Regions from separate parts of the Mus musculus genome. Here all the other regions are linked to region 1. The links are chromatin contacts, called in public promoter capture Hi-C maps. All regions are on one chromosome and are shown on one strand. Each heading gives the region's core, a stretch centred on a gene start, on an enhancer-like site or on the middle of the called end of the contact. The rest is flanking DNA. Distances are from core to core; before and after follow the strand shown. Region 1 holds the start of Ptx3 (pentraxin related gene). Region 2 holds the start of Vmn2r1 (vomeronasal 2, receptor 1). Region 3 holds the start of Smc4 (structural maintenance of chromosomes 4).

Region 1 (3,186 bases), core at 181-2,680:
ATTGAAAGAACAGTAAGCATTTTTATCCAGTTCTTCCACATTGCTTTTTCAGACAGGGTCTCTCGTGGGCCTTAACTTGCCCAATAGGCTTAGCTGTTTAGCCAGGGATCCCAGAGGCTCTCTGTACTGGCATTAGGACCTCACAGCACCACATCAGGTTTCTTAATGTGGACTCTAGAAACTGAACTCGAGCCCACAGCCTTAGGAGAAAAGCACCTTACAAAGCTGTGGCTCCACACTGCCCTTTAAACAATATCGTATTGTCTCATATTGCCATCGCTTTCTGATGGCTTTAACGGTTTCAAACATACCCTGTCTTTAGCCGTGATCTCAAATAAGTGAAGCTCTTGAGCAGGGGCCTGATGCCTTTTGACTTTGTGTTGATTCATGCTTATGATGCCCTGTTCCCTCCGTGTCTAGCTATGTTTAACTGTGGATTCATTTTTATTGTGGTGGATGGTACATGCATGTGCATTCCAGATGCGTGAGGGCACTCAGGCCAGGAAAGCCACTCATGAGTCTCTGTCAGGAGCAGAGGAATTTACCTATGGAAATCCAAGAGGCAGCCTTCTGAGAGGCCTGGCCTGAGGGTAGTAGCCCTGCCATCATGATCAGGATGTGACTGGTAACCCTCCCCCTCCATCTCCTTTGTATATTGGAGACTTGTATCAGCTCAGGGGTATCCTCTGGGAGTGGTTCCCTCTAGATCTGTGTAGTTTTTTAGATCTTGCTTTATTTGGAGTTTATTCAAATGTTTTAATTTTTTATCACTATTATTATGACTTATCAACACCTATCTAGGTACTTTGCACTGGGGGAGGGGGCAGGTTTTACACACACACACACACACACACACACACACACACACACACAGTCACTAATGTAAATTTAAAACAGGACCTTGATAGGATATGTCAAGAATACCCAAGCACCTAAAGCCACTATATTCCCGCCCTCACTTTCCTGTTTTACTGGGTTTTGACCCAGCCATACTGTGTTTTTTAGTTGCTCCACCAGAGGAGTCAAGACTAGTTAGTCAAGATTGACTTCTAGAGTCATAAAAATTCTTAATGGGTTATTTTGGAGTCACGGAATCATTTTCTATAGCTTGGTCTTGAGAAAGTATCCAAAGGAAAAGTGAAAAAAAAAAGTTTTCCATAACTTCAGGGGTTGTGGAGTAATGAAAGCTCACACCAAATGCCAAAATGATAATTCGCCCTGTACCTCTGTGCTCCTCACCCCCCAAAGCGCTAGCACTTCAGGTTACAGCAACTAATCCTCAGGGGCACCAGAAAAGTCCAGCTTCCCTCCCCTTCTCCCCCTGACTCGCCTCTAATTAATCTGCCTGCAGTGTGGACCTCGGTGGTTTAACATTGTGCAACCTCTTCAGCTCCCTTGCCCTCCCACCCAACCCCCTCCCCCAAATCCAGGGGAACTCCCTCGCGCTGTGCCACCGACATTAGTCATTCATCCCGCTCATGCTTTGGAGCGTTTATTAAGGGCTTCACTCCTGCCTCACACTATCTCTCCCGGGCTCAAACTCGGATCACTGTAGAGTCTCGCTTCTTCCCCTGCGGCTGCGAAGCAAATTTCGCCTCTCCAGCAATGCACCTCCCTGCGATCCTGCTTTGTGCTCTCTGGTCTGCAGTAGTGGCTGAGACCTCGGATGACTACGAGCTCATGTATGTGAATTTGGACAACGAAATAGACAATGGACTTCATCCCACCGAGGACCGTAAGTTCATTTTTAACTCTCTCAGCGTATCAAAACTACATAACTCACTTTTTGGGGGGCGCGATTAACATAATTAACATAGATAGCCAATGAAGCAAGCTAAAATTATACTTTATTTGTGAAAGCAAGGACTGGGGGAAAAAAGGAAAGCAAGAAAGCAAGGACTATCTGAGAAAAGCCAGAGGTTTTAAATTATTTTTGTAACATTTATGATGAGTTAAGTTATACGAAATCTTTAACTGTTTTTAGCTATATTAATGGCATTTTCTCAGTTAGTTTAACATGTCCTATAAAGAATAGTCCTGTGTCATCTTTGAGTTTACACGCACGCTGTTTTCAGAGCTATCCTTAGAAGGAGAGCGGTTGCTGGGGACAGGCTGAAACTTGGAGTCACCAAGAGTGCAACCCATGGCCACCCAGGACAAGCTGATAACACTTGTGTGTGTCCTGCGTTCTAGCCACGCCATGCGACTGCCGCCAGGAGCACTCGGAGTGGGACAAGCTGTTCATCATGCTGGAGAACTCGCAGATGCGGGAGGGCATGCTGTTGCAGGCCACCGACGACGTCCTCCGTGGAGAGCTGCAGCGGCTGCGGGCAGAGCTGGGGCGGCTGGCGGGCGGCATGGCGAGGCCGTGCGCAGCCGGTGGCCCCGCAGACGCCAGGCTGGTGCGGGCGCTGGAGCCGCTGCTGCAGGAGAGCCGTGACGCGAGCCTCAGGCTGGCGCGCCTGGAGGACGCGGAGGCGCGGCGACCCGAGGCGACAGTGCCTGGCCTAGGCGCTGTGCTGGAGGAACTGCGGCGGACGCGCGCCGACCTGAGCGCCGTGCAGAGCTGGGTCGCCCGCCACTGGCTGCCCGCAGGTAAGCCCACGGTCGGCTCTGTCCCTAGAGGCAAGCTTTTGTGGGGACCCTCACACTCAGAGCCCCAGTACTTTTCATAGGCACACTCACAGAGCTCACACCACGCCAGGCAGGCTCATTGCCTTTTAAAAGTATTTCCAAGCCCGAGGAACCCAAAAGAAAAAAACGAGGATTTAAACCATCAGTCTGGAAGTTGACGTCAGAGGTTCCTGATACCGGATCCGACCAGATATTGAAGGAGTCCATTGGCAGGTGTTTAACAGTGACCCTCCTCGCTGCCCCGAGTCCCTCCGTTAGGGATTTCCAAGTCTTCTAATTTTATCCCGTCACTTTCTTTAGGCCAGCTCCTGTTTCCTCCGACTATTTCAGGGCCCTGGCTAACTTCAGCGACTTTCCCAGCCCCTTGGCCGACTCCTCCCCCTCTGCTCCTTCTGAGTTGACTGGAGCCTAATTGGATCTCCTGCAGACTCAGCAGAATCCCTTCAGGGTTCCCTCATCCCAGTTTAGTTCCACAGTGAAGGTCAAGGGGGGCATGCTTTATAAAGTCAGGCGCAGGAGTCAGAGGGAGTAGATGACGGCTTTATCCAGTCC
Region 2 (3,245 bases), core at 713-3,212, 2.1 Mb before region 1:
CAAGGGGACCTCCCCCCTTGATCACTAATTGATAAAATGCCTTACAGCTGGATCTCGTGGAGACATTTCCCCAACTGAAGCTCCTTTCTCTGCGATAATTCCATCCTGTGTCAAGTTGACACAAAACTAGCCAGTACACCTAATTTCAGAACAATAGCTTTAACCACTGAAGCATCTCCCCAGTCCCACACTCTTGAGTTTGAATAGGAAAGTATATAAAGGGGAAAGTTAAAACCCACACACAGTAACTTAATAATACTACATGAGTACTGACTGGGACTATAAATGAGCATGGTATCATGAAAATGATTGGTCTGTTAAAGTAGAATGACAAGGGGGATGTTATGTTTCTTCTGATTTGTATTTGGCAGTTTTGTCTTAATTTTAAGAAGGAAATACATAGGTAAAAGAGTTACAATTTACTGGTAAATTCTACAACCTTAGAATATAATTCCATTGTGCTAACTTTATGTACACTGTGAGATTTTCTCTTGTATTTTTAAAGGTTAATTAAAAATTAATAGTGAATATGTGTTTTCCTATATGCAAACTATGTGGGTCCTGTGCATATAGATGCCAGCTAAGCCAGAAGAGGGTGTCAGCTCCCTTGGAACTAAAACTGAAAACTGTTGTAAGACACTCAATGTGGGTACTGGGACCTTTACCCAAGTCCTCTGCAAGAGCACTGTGTGTATTCTTAACTACTGACCCATCTCTCCAGCTGCCTATGTATATTTTTGTTCTTAAGAATAAGACCTAAAAGGCTTTGCATTCCATAATGTGACTAAACCATAAATAACTCAAAATTGCCTTATTTTGTACTTTTTGCTTATTCTATGTCTTAGGATGACAATGAAAGCTGTATTCACTTCCAGTGTACATCAATTTTTGGTAGGTTTCTATTGCTTTTGTGAGAAAAAGGTTTTGGTGGCAAGGTGCAAGATAAAAGGGTCTACACTGATATCAAGATCTAATATGTTGGCTGGGCTGTTTTCTGAAAATATTATGAATTTTATACTCCAAGGAAAGGTGTTTGAAATGGGGATGAGAGGGCAACTGGAGAGGACTGAAAGAACAGTAGATTGATCTTCTAAGTGAGGTTTGTCTTAGAGGTGAGTCTAGTAAGAAAGGAAGCACATGGATTAGACGTGTGGCTCAGCACTAGCATGGGGGTGTGGTGAGGTTAGAGATGAGAAGGGAGAGTGGACAAAGGGGAGGGGAGTGGAGGGGGGGAGGAGGAGGAGAGGGAGAGAGAGAGGGAGAGGGAGAGGGAGAGGGAGAGGGAGAGGGAGAGGGAGAGGGAGAGGATGGAGGAGGGAAGGAAGAGAGTGGAGAGATTGGAGGGAAGGAGGAAGGAAGAAAGGAAGTGAGGAAGAATTTTTTAGAAGCGACTAGAGATATAAGCCTGAAACTATAGAGTGTATTCTGAGAGTAGTAGTTGGTCTGTTATTAAAGTATAACAAAAATGGTATGTGTGAAACAGTTCATTAAATATATACGGGCCTTACAGTATTTTTTCTAGGGTATTTTGTTAGTATCCTACTCATCAATGAGGTAATGAGAGAGCTGTCACCTCTTTTGATACTTTATGATGAAGCAGGATACTGTCCCTTACCTTTGAAGACCATGGATTTACATGTAGTGAGACTCAATTCTAAACAAGAAGGATAGTTTCTACAAATTAAAATGAGTTTTAAACTTAGAATCCACATTTTTATTATTTATTGTTTCAAAGCATATGGGGATTTTCTGAAGTTTGTTCTCAAAGGGTTACTCGGCTCCCAGTCCAGATCCACAAATTGCAAGTGATTTCAAGGCCCCTGATTGAGACATGAAAATTATGTAGCAAGTAGTGACAAGCCAAGTCCACTGGGACACACACATTTCCACTCAATCAAGGCGCTTCACTAAAACGTGTGTGATTTCCACACTAGTCAGTTTCTTAAAACTCGCTTTATTAAAATGGCCAGCAGACAGATAAGCTTAGCTTTAGGATTTCTTGCATTTTTGTGGGCTGTATTGGGTGCTCAAAACAAAACAGAGGAAGTACAATGCAGATTGATGGCCAAGTTTAATTTGTCTGGATATGTAGATGCCAAAAATCATTCACTTGTTATTGCAGGACTGTTTCCTATCCACTCCAGAATCATCCCAGTAGATGAAGCTATTTTGGAGCCGGTATCACCCATGTGTGAAGGGTAAGCCATCTTCTTTCTTGTCAATTCAGGTGGTGGGCGAACTGGTGAGCAGGGGCTTGTGTCTCCAGCTGGAGTCTTGATGCTGTACAGAACATTTGCTCCTCACAGAGTGCTCTGTGGTGCAGCAGCAGCTAAGAGGTTGCTAGGCATGTACAGTTAAGGGCTGCTACTCAGACTTGCAGAATCAGAATCTGTTTTTAGAAGACTCCTGTTGCTTCATGAATGTACTGGGGTTTCAGAAGCTGTTCTTCTGAAACCTGTTATGCAGAATAATGTAGCATTGAACTTTATTGTTTAATAGCAGAGACTAAAACTCTTTTTAAGAGAAGCACACTGCAGGGGAGCACTGATTTATCTGAGCAAGACCTACCCTGGCAGGTTGTTGCCCAGTGTTGTGTCTCCACATTGCCACTTCAGAAAATAAGATCCATGCCTGATACTAGAATTTGCCAGTAATCTGTTGTGGGAAATGCAAAGCATGGATAGGACAACTATCTGTACACCACACACACACACACACACACACACACACACACACACACACACAAGAATGCCACAAATTAATGAAAGCAAAGCAAATTATCAATAAGTTTATTGTTATTAGAAAGCAATGTTTTTTCTCTCTGTATTATCTCTTGTATTCATATATATGTATATATAGTCATATTCTTATATTCATACACACACACATACACACACACACACACACACATACACACACACGCCTTTAAATAGTTGTAACTGTAACACAAACACAGTTTTAGCTGGAAATGTGACCTAACACAGCAGGCATATCCCTGAAGCTTCATGGCCATTACTGTTGTCAGTGCACACTGTATATTTAGCAGTTTCTGCTAGCTCACATTTCACCAATCACAACTTTCCTTTGATATGTTTCATGCTCCATATTTGAGATGTCCTTGTGTGAAGGGTGCTAATCATCTGTACATCTTCAGAAAATACAAAGTTTCATGAAGAATTCTGCCCTTAATTCTATGACTGTTTCTCATTCTTACAGTGAAGCAGAGGCAATGGAGGAGGAAGATA
Region 3 (3,587 bases), core at 62-2,561, 2.8 Mb after region 1:
CTCAAAGCCATAATATATTTTAGAACAATGTAAATTCATTCATTAAAGGTTGGTGGGCTGGAGAGATGGCTCAGTAGTGGTTAAGAGCACTGACTGCTCTTCTCTGAAGGTCCTGAGTTCAAATCCCAGCAACCACATGGTAGCTCACAACCATCTGTAATGAGATCTGACACCCTTTTCTGGTGCACCTGAAGACAGCTATAGTATACTTAGATTATAATAATAAATAAATCTTTTTTTTTAAAAAAAAAAGGTTTATTGGTGCTCTAAAATGCCAAACCCTAAATAGGTTGAGGAAAAAAAAAGAGAAAGGCTAACAGCTCTCAATTTAAAAGTTGCTGTATAAATACTTACTGGGGGCAGCGAAATTAATCAGCGGTTCTTTAACATTGGGGAGGATGAGTGATACAGACCGTTTTTCAAAATTATAGGGTCACTAAACATTCAGGAAAACAATGCCAAAACACACAAAACTTGGTATACAATTTTCGGAGAGTCAGAAACTCTGTCCCAACCATCATTATCCTCAAACTCAGGTTAAAAGCCCATTAAGGAAACTAAACCGCTCGGGATTAGGAATTGCCGCATCCATTTAACAACCCTTGCTATTCCTTTCACTGTGTAACAAAGACAAATGCTACTTATGAACTAATTCCCCCATAACGGTAACTAGTTATCACCAGCGAATCCTTTCTCCCACTAGGAGCCCTGCTGGCCAAATGGTTATTTAAACTCAACACCTTTCAGTAGTGTCACTTACACAAAATAGTTCAAAAATCATTGTTATTCATAAATGGACTACAAGGTTAACTCAATAATCCCGGTTTCCTCGCTTTACCTGTAAACTCCACATCCCAAGATCAACACCCTGGTGGCTGGAAGAAGATGGAAAATAACTGATGCTCCCGCAAAGCTCATCCCATCTAACCAAGAGAAGCTAGGTCTTAATGACCGCTACCGCTTCCAAGCCCTTTCTTCAAAGGCTCTGGAGATGAAGAAATTTACCTCAAGTTCCAGGAAAGCGGTGGCGACTGCTCTCAGAGCTCGAACTAGTTACCAAATAGCCTCCCGACCTTTCCGTCACCATAGTGATTTCTAAGCGCTGCGAGCGTTTCCCCCTGCCATGTTCCCGCGATACTTGCTAGGTGCCAGTCACCCGAGCGGGCTCTTGACCCCGCCCCTAACCGAGCCCGCCCTCTCCCTGGAAGGTGTTATTGGGCAACTTGGACCCGCCTACAATTGTAGGCGGGACCCTGCTTGTTTTGTTTTGTTTTTTTTCCTTCTTTTTCAAATTCCTCCAGTTTTTCAAATGCTGTCGTTCTAGAAGTGCGAAACTCTCATTTCTGTTAAAGTCCACAGAAAGGACGTAGCCCTGCTTGCTCTCCCTTCCCAGTCGTAACTTGGCCCTCGGCGCCACGGTCCCTGGGGTAGAGCCCGCGCATGCGCCCGAACGGCCCGAAGATGGCGGTGGGACTCGCCGCACTTTTTTTCAAATTCGCGGGTCCCAGAAACCCTTGCGCGCGTTTGTAACGAATTTCCGTTCGAGTTTGGATTTTAGGCGCCATTTTCGAGTGAAGGACCCGGAGCCGAGACACCGGGAGGAGCGAGGCGGGGGGTCGGCCGTGCCACCATTTCAGCCCGGCTCGGAGTGGACCCGCCGACAGGTGAAGTCCTTCTCTTCTAGATCAGGTTGTCACACTTTCTCCTCCCTGCCCCGCGGGCGCCCGCAACCCCAAGGCCTGGAGCTGGAGCGGCGGAGGCGGCTCGGCGAGCTCCCGTGCCTGTCACCCCTCCCCCTCGGCGGCCGGGCGGCGGCTCCGGCGCCTCTTCCTGGGGGAGGCAGCGAGCCTGGCTCGGCCAGAGCGTCCCCTCCCCCAGGCCGATCCGTCCTGTCTCCTAAGGGGACTGCAGCCCCACTCAGAGCCTCTCCTGGGCACTTGGCATGGCTTACACTGTCGTCCATCGGGACTCCGCCCCGGACCCGGGAGGGTTAGACCCCCTACTATCCCGGAAAGTGACCCAACCCAAGCAGACGCTGCCAGAGTCCAGTTCAGCAGTGTGTGGCGGGTGACTCCGGCTTCGGCCATCCTCTCCGCTGGGGCGATGAGGAAAAGAGACCTGGACTTCTCCGAGGGCCGTCCGGGCGTCAGGACCTAAATGGCGGGGAGAAGGGAGGGGGTTGACAAGTCGCCCGGGCAGGCAGGCGCTGCTGCTCTGGAGAGTAGCCACGCAGCCCCGAAGCTGGACGAACTTGTCTCTCTCTCTCTCTCCCACTCTGTACCTCTCTCCCTCCCTCCCCGATTCCGAGCACATTCACTCCCCAGCCCCGACGGGAGGAGACTTGTCAGCAGACGTCCTTCTCTTATGAGATGGTTCCACAGGGGCGGGGGTGGCCTGAGCGAATTCCTCCGTCCTGGGCGCGATGGCAGGCGCGGCTATGTTTCCCCACGTAGCTGGGGCGTGGGAAAACCCGTCCCGCCCGGTTGCCACTGCTGGGTTCCTAGTAGCCACTTTCCTAGGGACCCGCTACTGGCTAGCGGCGTTGGGGAACGCGGTGGCGGGGTGGGTCCTGGGCGGAGCCCGTCCTGCTGCTGCGGGGCCTGAGCGGCGAGCTGCGGGCCGACCTGACTCGGGACTCTTCTGCCGCAGCCACCATGCGGCGTAAGGGCACCAAGCCCTCCACTGCCTGCCACCAGGAGGAAGGGCCGCCGCCCTCCCAGGACGGTGCCCACAGCGACGAAGAGATGGAGCAACCGGCCGGCGAAGCGGAGAGCGCTGCACCCGCAAGTGAGTGACAGGTCGGGATCCCCGTGCGTCGGAAGCCTGTGGAGACCCTCTGAGGGTGGCGGGGCGCAGGCGACGACAGGTTGATTTGGGAAGCTCCGGAAAGCCGTTCTTTGGTTTTCAGAGGAATTCCATGCAGTTTGCTCTAACGGTTCTGGAAGATATGAGAGTGAGCGGAAAACTTGCGTTGTGAGTTTCTGTGTTTTAGAGTAGTACTGACCTCTTTCTCATATTTCCGCTGAAAGCGGCATGGGTGCTGAGCGCCTCTGCGCCCTTAGACTGGAGTGAATGTGATGTGGAGTTGCGTGACTCGCCCTTTACTGTTGGATTGTCTTTTGGGGCGCAATACTAATTTTTACTTTATAAAGTGTGTCAGTGTTGGGTGACGCGGGCATATGTACATGAGTGCAGGTGCCCCTGGAGGGCATGAACCTCGAGCATCCCATTGTGGGTGCTGAAAACCAAACTTGGGTTCTACACAAGAAAAAAATTGCTGGGCCCCCTAGATTGCCTTTAAAGAGAAGGTATAATTGAGAGCGTAGAGCAGGCGGAGGGTAGAAATTAAGAGCTACTGTGAAATTCCTGTCACCATGTTACTGAAGTTTGTGAGTTTCTTAAGCTGAGCCATGTGGAGAGTTGGATTTTCGATTGTTAGGGTTGCATCTCCTGCATCAGGGAATCCGTTTGTTGCAAGGTTTTCTTTATGGTATATTGAGTATTTTGACTCCTCTAAGTACAATGTGTATACCACACATTTTGTGACTGGTCTGATTGCTTTCACGAATTTTATTTTACATAAAACT

What was found. Promoter capture Hi-C pulls out the DNA fragments that hold promoters and counts their contacts.
Region 2: a contact with region 1 is called in a promoter capture Hi-C map of hippocampal neurons, with 9 times the contacts expected there. The contact joins the promoter of Vmn2r1 here to the promoter of Ptx3 in region 1. A contact is called at or near these places in 2 of 39 promoter capture datasets (hippocampal neurons and pre-B cells).
Region 3: a promoter capture Hi-C map of liver shows a contact between it and region 1, with 5 times the contacts expected there. The contact joins the promoter of Smc4 here to the promoter of Ptx3 in region 1. A contact is called at or near these places in 2 of 39 promoter capture datasets (the 3T3-L1 cell line and liver).

Annotation. Positions count from the first base shown.
Region 1 is chr3:66,218,457-66,221,642 of GRCm38.p6, forward strand. Ptx3 (pentraxin related gene) reads left to right here and starts at 1,431. Exons shown (of 3, transcript NM_008987.3): 1 at 1,431-1,735; 2 at 2,194-2,595. The coding sequence starts at 1,606. The region is part of intron 4 of Veph1 (ventricular zone expressed PH domain-containing 1); the gene reads right to left.
Region 2 is chr3:64,079,680-64,082,924 of GRCm38.p6, forward strand. It overlaps Vmn2r1 (vomeronasal 2, receptor 1), which reads left to right and starts at 1,963. Exons shown (of 6, transcript NM_019918.2): 1 at 1,963-2,198. The coding sequence starts at 1,963.
Region 3 is chr3:69,003,427-69,007,013 of GRCm38.p6, forward strand. It overlaps Smc4 (structural maintenance of chromosomes 4), which reads left to right and starts at 1,312. Exons shown (of 24, transcript NM_133786.4): 1 at 1,312-1,664; 2 at 2,650-2,787. The coding sequence starts at 2,655. It overlaps Ift80 (intraflagellar transport 80), which reads right to left and starts at 1,144. Exons shown (of 20, transcript NM_026641.2): 1 at 1,006-1,144.